2 separate regions of the Ovis aries genome follow, and region 1 is linked to region 2. A link is a contact called in public Hi-C data. All regions are on one chromosome and are shown on one strand. The core of a region is the stretch at or near the end of the contact, and the rest is flanking DNA. Distances in the headings are between cores, read along the strand shown.

Region 1 (4,918 bases), core at 725-3,224, 1.9 Mb after region 2:
CCACCCCAACCAAAGTATGAGATTAAGGATTCAGATTAGAAAATAAGACATTTTCTTCTACACCATCATTTCCCAAAGTATGACTCACAGAGCTAAAATTTATTTATTGAAAAAAAATCCTAATAAAATAAGTTTGGGAAATTCTGGGTTAAATAAAGTTAAACTGATTTCTTCACTGTAGGACTTCTGAGAATGTTAAATATACTAATGTACTTTGTCAACCTCCACCATTTCCAAAATGTGGTGCCCACAAAATTCTTTTTATTGTTGGAATTCTATTCCAGAAAACCAGTGTTCTGAGAAAAAAGTCTCAAAGATGTTGTTGGAAGATGCTTTTCTGCTTAAAAATTCTCCCACCTTTGACTCTCATCCTCTCCATAATGAAAAATAGTTACAGCTTATGAAGCATTTGCTATGTGTGAGAGAGGTATTTCACAGATAAGAAAACTGGAAACTGAAGCTCAGAGAGATCTGCTCAGAGTCACACAGCCAAGAAATGTCAGTTGTTATTCTCACCCAGGTCTGACCCCAAGGTTTATGTTTCTCTCATCTCATCAAATTGACCACTTGGGGGGGAAAGGTCAATTCTTTAAAGATGAGATAGAAAATATTTTAAGAAATCTAGTCATAATCTAAAACCCACAATAGACTCTAGTATATACGATCAGCAAGGTCTCTCTGAGGCTGCGATGGAACTTAAGCTACCCGTGTGATTGGTTCTCTATGCTCTGTCTCAGAGGAGACTGCAGAATTTGCTTTGAAATTTAACCACCTGTATTAACTGTAATTCACTGGAATGGAGAGATAAGCCATCTTCCTCATACTCTGAGCCATTTCCTCATTGCCTCTGAGCAGAGCTGGCACAAGTCTTTGTATCACAGGCCAAAACCTCCACGTCAGAAAGTAATGAGAGGGTTCCCAGAGGACCGAGCAGAGGGTGTGCATAGTGGAAAAACATCAACCCTGCCAGAGCCACAGGCCAAAATCTGGGACTTCATTAAAAAATAATAATCACCTGGGATTATTGTACCATTGCAAAGATCCCCCCACCCCCTCTGCAGCCCCTGGTGGCTCAGACGGTAAAGAATCTGCCTGCACGGATTCATGTTGATGTATGGCAAAACCAATACAGTATTGTAAAGTAAAATAAAGTAAAATTAAAAAAAAAAAAAAGAATCTGCCTGCAATGCAGGAGACCTGGGTTCTATCCCTGGAGAGAATTCCATGGACAGAGGAGCCTGGTGGGGTCACAAAGAGTCAGACGTGACTGAGCGACTAACACTTTCACCTTCTTTCCTAACTCCTCTCTCACTTCTGACTCACTGTTCATTCCTACCAGACAGAAAGAAAGAAGCGCTCTCAGAGGTTGCGAAACAGTCCTGAATTTTCTCCATCTCAGCAGTCTCCAGTAGAAATGCACATATGTATGTAATGTAACCCACATATATTATTTTTAAATTTGCCAGTAGCAACATTTAAAAAGAACAAAGAAACAAGTAAAAAACTAGAAATATTTTATCACTATTCAGACTTCATAACATTTTAAGCAAGTCGTTCAGTCATGTCTGACTCTTTGCCACCCCATGAAATAACCCGCCAGGCTCCTCTGTCCATGGGATTCTCCAGGCAAGAATACTGGAGTAGGCAGCCATTCCCTCTTTCAGGAGATCTTCCTGACCCAGGAATCAAATCCAGGTCTCCTGCATTGCAGGCAGATTCTTTACTGTCTGAGCCACCAGGGAAGCCCTTTCATAAGACATATAGTTGACAAAGTAGATTCATATCCAAGTTGCTCCAATCACACTTAAATTTTTTTCCAATGACTGACTTGAGCATCAGTTTAAAAGTATATGTGTACATTGAATCGGATTAAAAGCTTACTTCTTCAGTCCCACAAGCCACATTTTAAGCTCACTGGCCACATTCGACTGGTGGCTACCCTATTAAGACAGCACAGCTGTGCAAGAGTAGTTAATGGGGCCAGCAGTGCCCCCTAACGGGCATTATGGAAACGTGTGGGAACATTTGCTTTCTTAGCACTGTACTCACAAGAAAAGAACACCAAGGTCAGTGGGTGAGAGGACAGGGATGTGGACATCCTGCAACGTTAAGGGCAGTTCTGCACAACACTGTCTCACAGCTCAGACTATCACCGAGGTAAAACACCTGTTTATAATTATCTGAGCCTAGAACCTGTTCGTTGGTTTGTTTTAGTGAGATTGGTAAACTTGGTTTTACTATACATTTGGGGGGACTGAAATGAACATGGATTAAGAGAAGTTTGTACTTTGTTTTATTCAGAGCTCTACCAAAAACTGCCTACCGTTTTGAAAAACTGCTTCACAGATTGAGATGTTGCTCCTACATCAGACAGCATCTGCAGCTGTAGCTTTTCACAGGGGTCCCAGACATGGGTAAAGCATCTGACGACTTCGTGATTTCTTCTAGGGAAATCATAGCCAAGCACTTGCCATTAAAACACACAGTATTTTATTATCAATTACTTTCCTTTTATTTCTCTTTATATGAGAGCAAAGGTGTTGAATGGGTTTTCGAAGTTATTAATGTATTTGTTGGAGGATTATTTAATCTAGTAACTTTATTCCAGGATAGTAAAGGGATGTTATGAAGTAAGGGTTACGGGAAGAACACGGCATTGTGCCTGGCGGATTGAGAATCATTGCTCAGGGAAAGAGCGCGGCTGGCTCAAGTCGATGAAGACTGCCACCTGCAGGAAGGAGGGGAACTGAAGCTGCATCCCAGAGCGCACTTGCAAACTTCCGTGCTGTGCTGTGCTTAGTCGCTTGAAAGAAAGTGAAAGTGAAGTCTTGTCCAACTCTTTGCGACCCCATGGACTGTAGCCCGCCAGACTCCTCTGTTCGTGGCGATTCTCCAGGCAAGAATACTGGAGTGGGTTGCCATGCCCTCCTTCAGGGTATCTTCCCAACCCAGGGATCCAACCCAGGTCTCCCTCATTGCACAGCGGATTCTTTACCAGTTGAGCTCCCAGAGTTGCCTCAATTAAACAACTGCGTTCTTCGCATCTCCCAAGTCCAAAGCCTCGTGCTGGAAGACACTCACACTGCTACATCAGTGATGTGAACAACCACGGCTCTGCTCCCAAGGAGCTCACAGTCTGGAGTGCACGTGGGTCTCGGAAGGGGAATCAGTTCATGTGGGCACAGATAATCAGCTGGTCAGAGACACTCCCCACCGCCCCTCCCACCCCCCATCCACTTCAAACCTTTCTGTTAACAACTTGTCCAGGTTAGTTGATGTGGGAAAATATAAGAAAGAGTGTTAAGTTTTCTGCACATATATTTCATGTTTTTTCCAAATTTATATCAACTTAGAAAAACATACACAAGTGACACATGAATACAGCCTTTTAGAGGATAAATATTTTAAATTTGAAAGGAATAAAGAAGAAAATTAATGGTTTCCTTCTCTCTACCCAAAAAGTTACCTGAAAAGTAACTGTTACTAATATACCTGGAATATGACCTTCCCAATAGTTTATGCATTTATATACACGTGCATGCCACCCAGGTGGCATAGTGGTAAACAATCCTCCTGCCAATGCAGGAGACACAGGAGACGTGGGTTCAATCCCGGGGTCGAGAAGATCCCCTGGAGGAGGAAATGGCAACCCACTCCAAGGTTCTCAACTGGAAAACTCCATGGACAGAGGAGCCTGGCAGGCTACAGTCATGAGGTCGCAAAGAGGCGGTCACAACTGAGCATGTAAGCATGCACATACATGTATATGCAGATACAAACAGATGGTTTTGTTTTTTAAGCACAAGTGAAGTTATACATACAGATATGCATATGTATACAGATATAATTTCATTTATGTTTAAATATATTATTTTTTCTGAATTTAAAAAGATAACATGGAGATCCTTCCATATCAATACAGATAGATTTCCCCTGCATTGATTTTGTGACTCCATACTAACTCACTGTAAAAAATTAATTCATTCTTCAACAAATATTTACTAACCACCTACTAGTTGTTTGAAATTATTCTAGGTGCTAAGTATGTAAGAAGAAACAACAAAAGCAAAAAGAAAGGCAAAAATCCTTGTTTTCATGGAGCTTACATTCCAGTGGAGAGAAAGAAACAATATACTTAATAAATGAGTTAATAATATATTACATATGAAAAAGCAGTTATTGCTATGGAAAAAATAGACCAGGATAAAGAAGATTGGGAATCCTAAACTGAGAGTGGGGAGAATTGCAATTAGAAACAGGGTGGACACGGCAGGCCTCAGTGGGAAGTAGCTTGAGTAGATGAGAAAGGGAGCTATGAGAACATTGTGGGAAAGTTTTCCAGGCAGCAGGAACAGCCTGTGCAAAGTTCCTGAGGTAGGAATGTGATTCATAGGCGCAAGAAACTGCAAGGATGCTACTGCATCTGGGTAGGGCAAAAGTGGAAGCAGGAAGGCCAGGTTGATGGTGACTGGAAATATCTATGAAAGATGATAATCGTTTAAGATCAGGGTGGTAGCAGGTAATGAGAACTTGCTACATTCTGCATATATTTTGAAGGTAGAGTCAACAGAATCTACTGAAGGTATTCACGTGGGGAGTGAGAGGGAGAAAAAAGGAATCGGAGATGATTTATCCTAAGCATGTGGAGGTACTCTGCTGCACTAACTGTGCTGTACCATAGGTAATGTCAACTGCTCCTTATAAACTAACATTTAGGTTATTTCTGAGCTTTCTCTTTTATAAATGATCTTTCAAAGATTATTCTCTTACATGTACCTTTATGCACATCCAATTGGGCTTCCCAGTGAACAGTTTCACTCTGCTCTCACCTTTGAAATGAACTGATCTAACCTGATCCACCAGGGAGGATAATAGTGTGCTCAGGACATGCAAAGGAATCAGTGTGTGAAGTCAAATT
Region 2 (4,805 bases), core at 1,760-4,259:
GAGGATCCAGGTAGATTAAAAAGCAAATATACCTCAAGAGGGCTGTAAAAACAGTTGTTCAGTTTTAACTGTTTATTATACTAAGTGAATTTTTTTAGCACAAAACAATATACAGCAATATATGTGTGCAAAGTCTGCGGTACTAAACAGTGTTTATTAAAAAATGTGAATTCAGAGTGCATTCAGGTGGTGTGGTCACAAGGGTAAGGTTGTGTGGTGAATGTTTTATGTTTTCTTTTTTTTTTCCAGTCCTCAGAATGTGTCTCTGTGAGTGTGTGTGTAATCTCACTTCACAAAGAAGGTTCAGGGACTTCCCTGGCAGTCTAGTGGTTAAGACTTTGCCTTCCAGTGCTGGGGGTGCAGTTTGGATCCCTGATCAGGGAGCTAAGATTTCCTATGCCTCCTGGCCAAAAACCCAAAACATAAGACAGAAACAATATTGCAACAATTTCAGTAAAGACTTTTAAATTGTCCACATTAAAAAAAAAAAAAAAGAAAAAAAGGAAAGACGGTTCATAGTCCAAATGTGAGTATTGCTGGGAATGTGAGTCCCTGGCCACGTGATCTCCCTGGTGCCTTTTTATTCAGCTCTTCCTCAGAGGCTTTGTCCCTGACATTGAATGTGAACTTTCATGTTCAGGTATTCACTGCCTAGGTTTTCTCCAAGCAGTCCATTCTCCCCCAAATTAAGAACTACTTGTCTCAGAAAGAGCCTAACCTGCAGAGTCGGACACGACTGAGTGACTGAACTGAACTAAAATGATGAAGCCCAGACCAATGAAAAGAGCTTCTCATTTCTGAGATACAGAATACTCTTCTTTTAAATTGTCCAAATATTTTAGCCTTGCAATTTAATTTCATATTAAAAGCTCTTTTAAATGACTTGCTGCTTTTTCAAATGTGTAATAGTCTTAAAATTCTTCTTGTTTTATTTGCCACCTCTCCATTCCTATTCCAGAATCCATAAGGTTAAAAACAGGACATTGACTGTTCTGAATAGGCAGGGGTCTAACCCTTACCTTGCTGTGTGACCCTGTGGAAGTACTTTCCCTCTTGGTACTCAGTTGCTATGTCTTTAAGATGAGATGGTGATTCCATTTCACAAGCTCCTTTTAGTTTTTAAAGCTATGATTTCTCTTCCTCCCATTCTTCATTTCTTGCCAAACTATTTCCCAAATACTTTAATATCCAATCTCCAAAGCCACTATCATGGTGTGCTGGCCTACTTGGTTAGACATAAAATAATTTGCTCTTTACTACAACCAAAGGCAGTACTTACTAGCTATAGATTCAGACTTATTTTACCCCATAACCCGATGGCAGCTAGAGGTTTACTTTGTCATCTTGGTGAACAGAACATTTCTGATAATACTCAAGAACTTTAAAACAAAGAGGAAAAAAAATCTGACCTTTGGCCCAAATGGTGCAGTGGTGGAGTCCACCTGCCAACGCAGGAAACACAAGAGACGCAGTTCGATCCCTGGGTCCTGAAGATTCCCTGGAGTAGTAAGAAATGGCAACCCATCCCAGTATTTTTGCCTGGAAAATTCCATGGACAGAGGAGCCTGGCGGTCGACAGTCCATGGGTTCCCAGAGAATCGGACACGACTGAGCACACACACGCGTGCGCGCATTCACACAAGTTGCCGGATATAGTCCTGCACTGACAGTTTGAGGACAGTAGATGGCGATATGAGTGCATCAAATAACAAGCGCATCCTTGATTGGTCCAGCATTAAAATCCCAATGATTGAGGCCAGAGTAGGTTAATACATTAGTTAAAGAAACAAAGTTAAATATAATCAGATATTGGAGTGTTAGCTAATACTCTGAATGTGTTCAGTAACCTGATTCTTATTGAAAGAAAAGAGTGTTAGATCAGAAATTATTTTATGCTACTGCTGAGTCTATCTTCATGCTAATTCTTGGGGCAAGAGCTGGCAATAAACCCATGTATCCCATAAAATGTATCTAATTCACACATTTCTCTCCAGTTTTGGTTTTAATCTTTTAAAAATAGCAGTTGTTTGGAATGGAGTGTGCCCCGCATATATTATTCATGGATGAAGTACTACATTCTCATTAGGAATGTGAGTCCTAAGACATTGGTGTTTGAAAGGGGAAATGGCTGACTTACTGTAAGCTGTTGCCTGGGCCATTATTGACTGGCAGGATCAACTGGAAGCACTTTGTTAGTGGATTAGGTTGCCCTGGAAATGCCTTCCTGAAACTCTAATGATGCACTTAAGGGAACCCTCTGGGACAGGAGTAAAATGTCTCTTTGCAGGCGTGTCTTCCACTAGAGTCCTCTTGGGATAAGATGGGAGGGGGCGGGGGCACATCCAGAGGGAAGCTTCGTAAGGAAACAGACCCAGAAAAAAGTTGCAGGTAACGATGTCTTACATGGAAGCCAAGATAATGACTTACTGATAGAAACCTTGTTTTTTCCTGAGGGTACCAGTTCTTCCTATAGTCTTGAGAAGGAGCATCAGTAATTCCAGAGAGACTGAAGGTATGGATGTATATATTCATCATTTATTTATTTGCTGGGGTGAGGGTGGCAGAGGAATGGAGAGAAAGAAACAAAAAAAACAAAAACAGGAGAGGGCATCTGAGAGAATATGGCTTAGTTCTCTTGGGGGGAAAAAAACCACTTTGTAGCTTGAACATTGGGGTCACTGGGTACGCTTTTTTTTTTCCTTTTAAACAAGCTTTAGAGGGGTAATTTGCCCTTCAGCAGAAATTTAGTGCACACTCAAAAGAATTGTTTGTTGGTTTTTTAAAAATGAAAAACCGCCGTGTTCATCTGGGTTGAGGGGTTGTTTCTGGGGCATGGTGGTGGCTGTGGAGGTCTAGAGACAGCACGAAAGGGCAAAGCAAAGGCCCTTGGAAACTCCAGACTCCGGGACAGGACCAGGAGGGAAGCGACTGCGTCGCGCTCCGTCCCCGCCCCGAGCCCGGAGCGCCCGGGGGACTCGCGTGCCCACGGCCGGAGCGCGGCGTCCCCGTGCCGTCCCGGCGACCTGCCACCGAGGCGGACGTGACTCGGAGCTGCCTCCGCTCTCTCCAAGCCATATTCCTTTAAGATGATGTAATAGTCATTTCCCTGGATGGTTTCTTGCCTGCACTGCTGAAACAACAGCATCCGAACTGCACTGGGAACTGTGGAACCACCCAGCTCCTCCGCCGGAGAAGCCCGAGCCCGAGCCCCGCGCCGGCATCTCTACGCCGCGGCGGCCGCCCGCTCCCACCTGGCTGGGAACATGGGAGCCCGCTTGCCCTTGCCGGCAGGTGGGGTGGCTACCTGGGACCCCAGCAGGGAGCATCTGTCTTGCTTCTGGGCTTTCTGAAAAGCTTCCAAGTCCCGGTACCTCTTGCAACTCTCTTTTGTTTTAAGGATTCTTTCCAAAGGTTTGATTTTTTTTTTTTTTTTCCTTCCTGGAGAAGCTTTGAATATTTTTCTCTGCTTTGCTTCTTCAATCCAACCACCTCTAGTCACGGTTTAACTTTTTTGTGACTTGTTTTAACTTGAGATTGGAAGTGAATATATACATACATATACGCAAATATACATTTATATAAATATTTATATATATAATTATTATTTTCTAAGAGCACATCTCTCTGGCACTTTTCATTGATACCTCTGTATTTTACCTGTTTGGGATTTTGACAAGCTCCAGACTCTGTGTGTGGCTGGGGATTTGGACAGCTTTGCAAATGGGTATTTCTTCACAAGAACTGTTTCCAGCACTCACTGAGGTAAGTTCCAGGGCTTATTGCTTTTCCTCTCCAGCTGAGGAAAGAAAATAAATCTCCTTTTAGAAGTTGAAAATTGCATATTCATTTTTAATGCAGAAATCAAATAGAAATGTTTTTAATACTAAATGCTGGAGACAGAGGGATATAGATAAATATGTAGACACGAAATACCTTGAAAGAAGCTATGATTTAGTTGAAGAATGGCTGAAATCAGTAATTCCAGGGCTGCTTATGTAAAATAATCTCTCCCTCCCTCCCTTTCAGTTTCCCTCCCTCCTTCTACCTCCCTCTCCTCTCTCCAGCAGTCTCTTTTTTTCTGACTCATGCTGTGTTTGAGGAAATAATTTTCTCTCTTTTCCTGCAGACAGACCTCTCAGTAACTGAGGACCTGACCGGCCTTGCCTACTGAGCTTGGGGGAAAACTGGATGCAGATGAGTTGATTATATTCCATGAAGTCATAGCTCACCACCTGCCAGGGTTTAAACTACTTCTGTAGCATCACTTCACCTGTGGACTCTTTGAAATTTTGCTTTGTTGGGGGAAAAAAAAACTGGGGTAAGAGGAGGTTGTTTTTAACAAGTTAACATCCTCTCCCTCCCTTATAAGTTGCTGCAAAGGATCAGGCTGTGACTCCATTGGATCGCTCCTTCACATCAAAATAGGAGAAGAGAAAGAAGAAAGGGACCATGGCTCTGAGTGGCAACTGTAGTCGTTATTATGCTCGAGAACAAGGGGCTGCAGTTCCCAACTCCTTCCCTGAGGTCGTGGAGCTGAATGTTGGGGGTCAAGTTTATTTCACTCGCCATTCCACATTAATAAGCATCCCTCATTCCCTCCTGTGGAAAATGTTTTCCCCAAAGAGAGACACAGCTAACGACCTAGCCAAGGACTCCAAGGGAAGGTTTTTCATTGACAGAGATGGATTCTTGTTCCGTTATATTCTGGACTATCTCAGGGACAGGCAGGTGGTCCTGCCTGATCACTTTCCAGAAAGGGGAAGACTGAAAAGAGAAGCTGAGTACTTCCAGCTCCCAGACTTGGT

The links. Hi-C and Micro-C count contacts between places; a contact is called where the count stands out from the background.
Region 1: a contact with region 2 is called in a Hi-C map of skin fibroblasts, with 3 times the contacts expected there. The contact joins the enhancer-like site here to the promoter of KCTD16 in region 2. A contact is called at or near these places in 4 of 16 Hi-C or Micro-C datasets (hypothalamus, liver, muscle and 1 more).

Annotation. Positions count from the first base shown.
Region 1 is chr5:54,843,002-54,847,919 of ARS-UI_Ramb_v3.0, forward strand. No RefSeq gene overlaps it. Among named protein-coding and RNA genes, the nearest start is that of GRXCR2, 17 kb to the left of the region's middle. Within about 2 kb of position 1,975, at least 9 of the 54 cell types and tissues checked have an H3K27ac peak or open chromatin away from gene starts, as enhancers often do. A contact at or near this core is called in liver, where this site is marked.
Region 2 is chr5:52,972,341-52,977,145 of ARS-UI_Ramb_v3.0, forward strand. KCTD16 (potassium channel tetramerization domain containing 16) reads left to right here and starts at 3,010. Exons shown (of 3, transcript XM_012178675.5): 1 at 3,010-3,762; 2 at 4,127-4,805. The coding sequence starts at 4,450. LOC132659892 (a long non-coding RNA gene) reads right to left here and starts at 1,610. Exons shown (of 2, transcript XR_009600866.1): 1 at 1,410-1,610.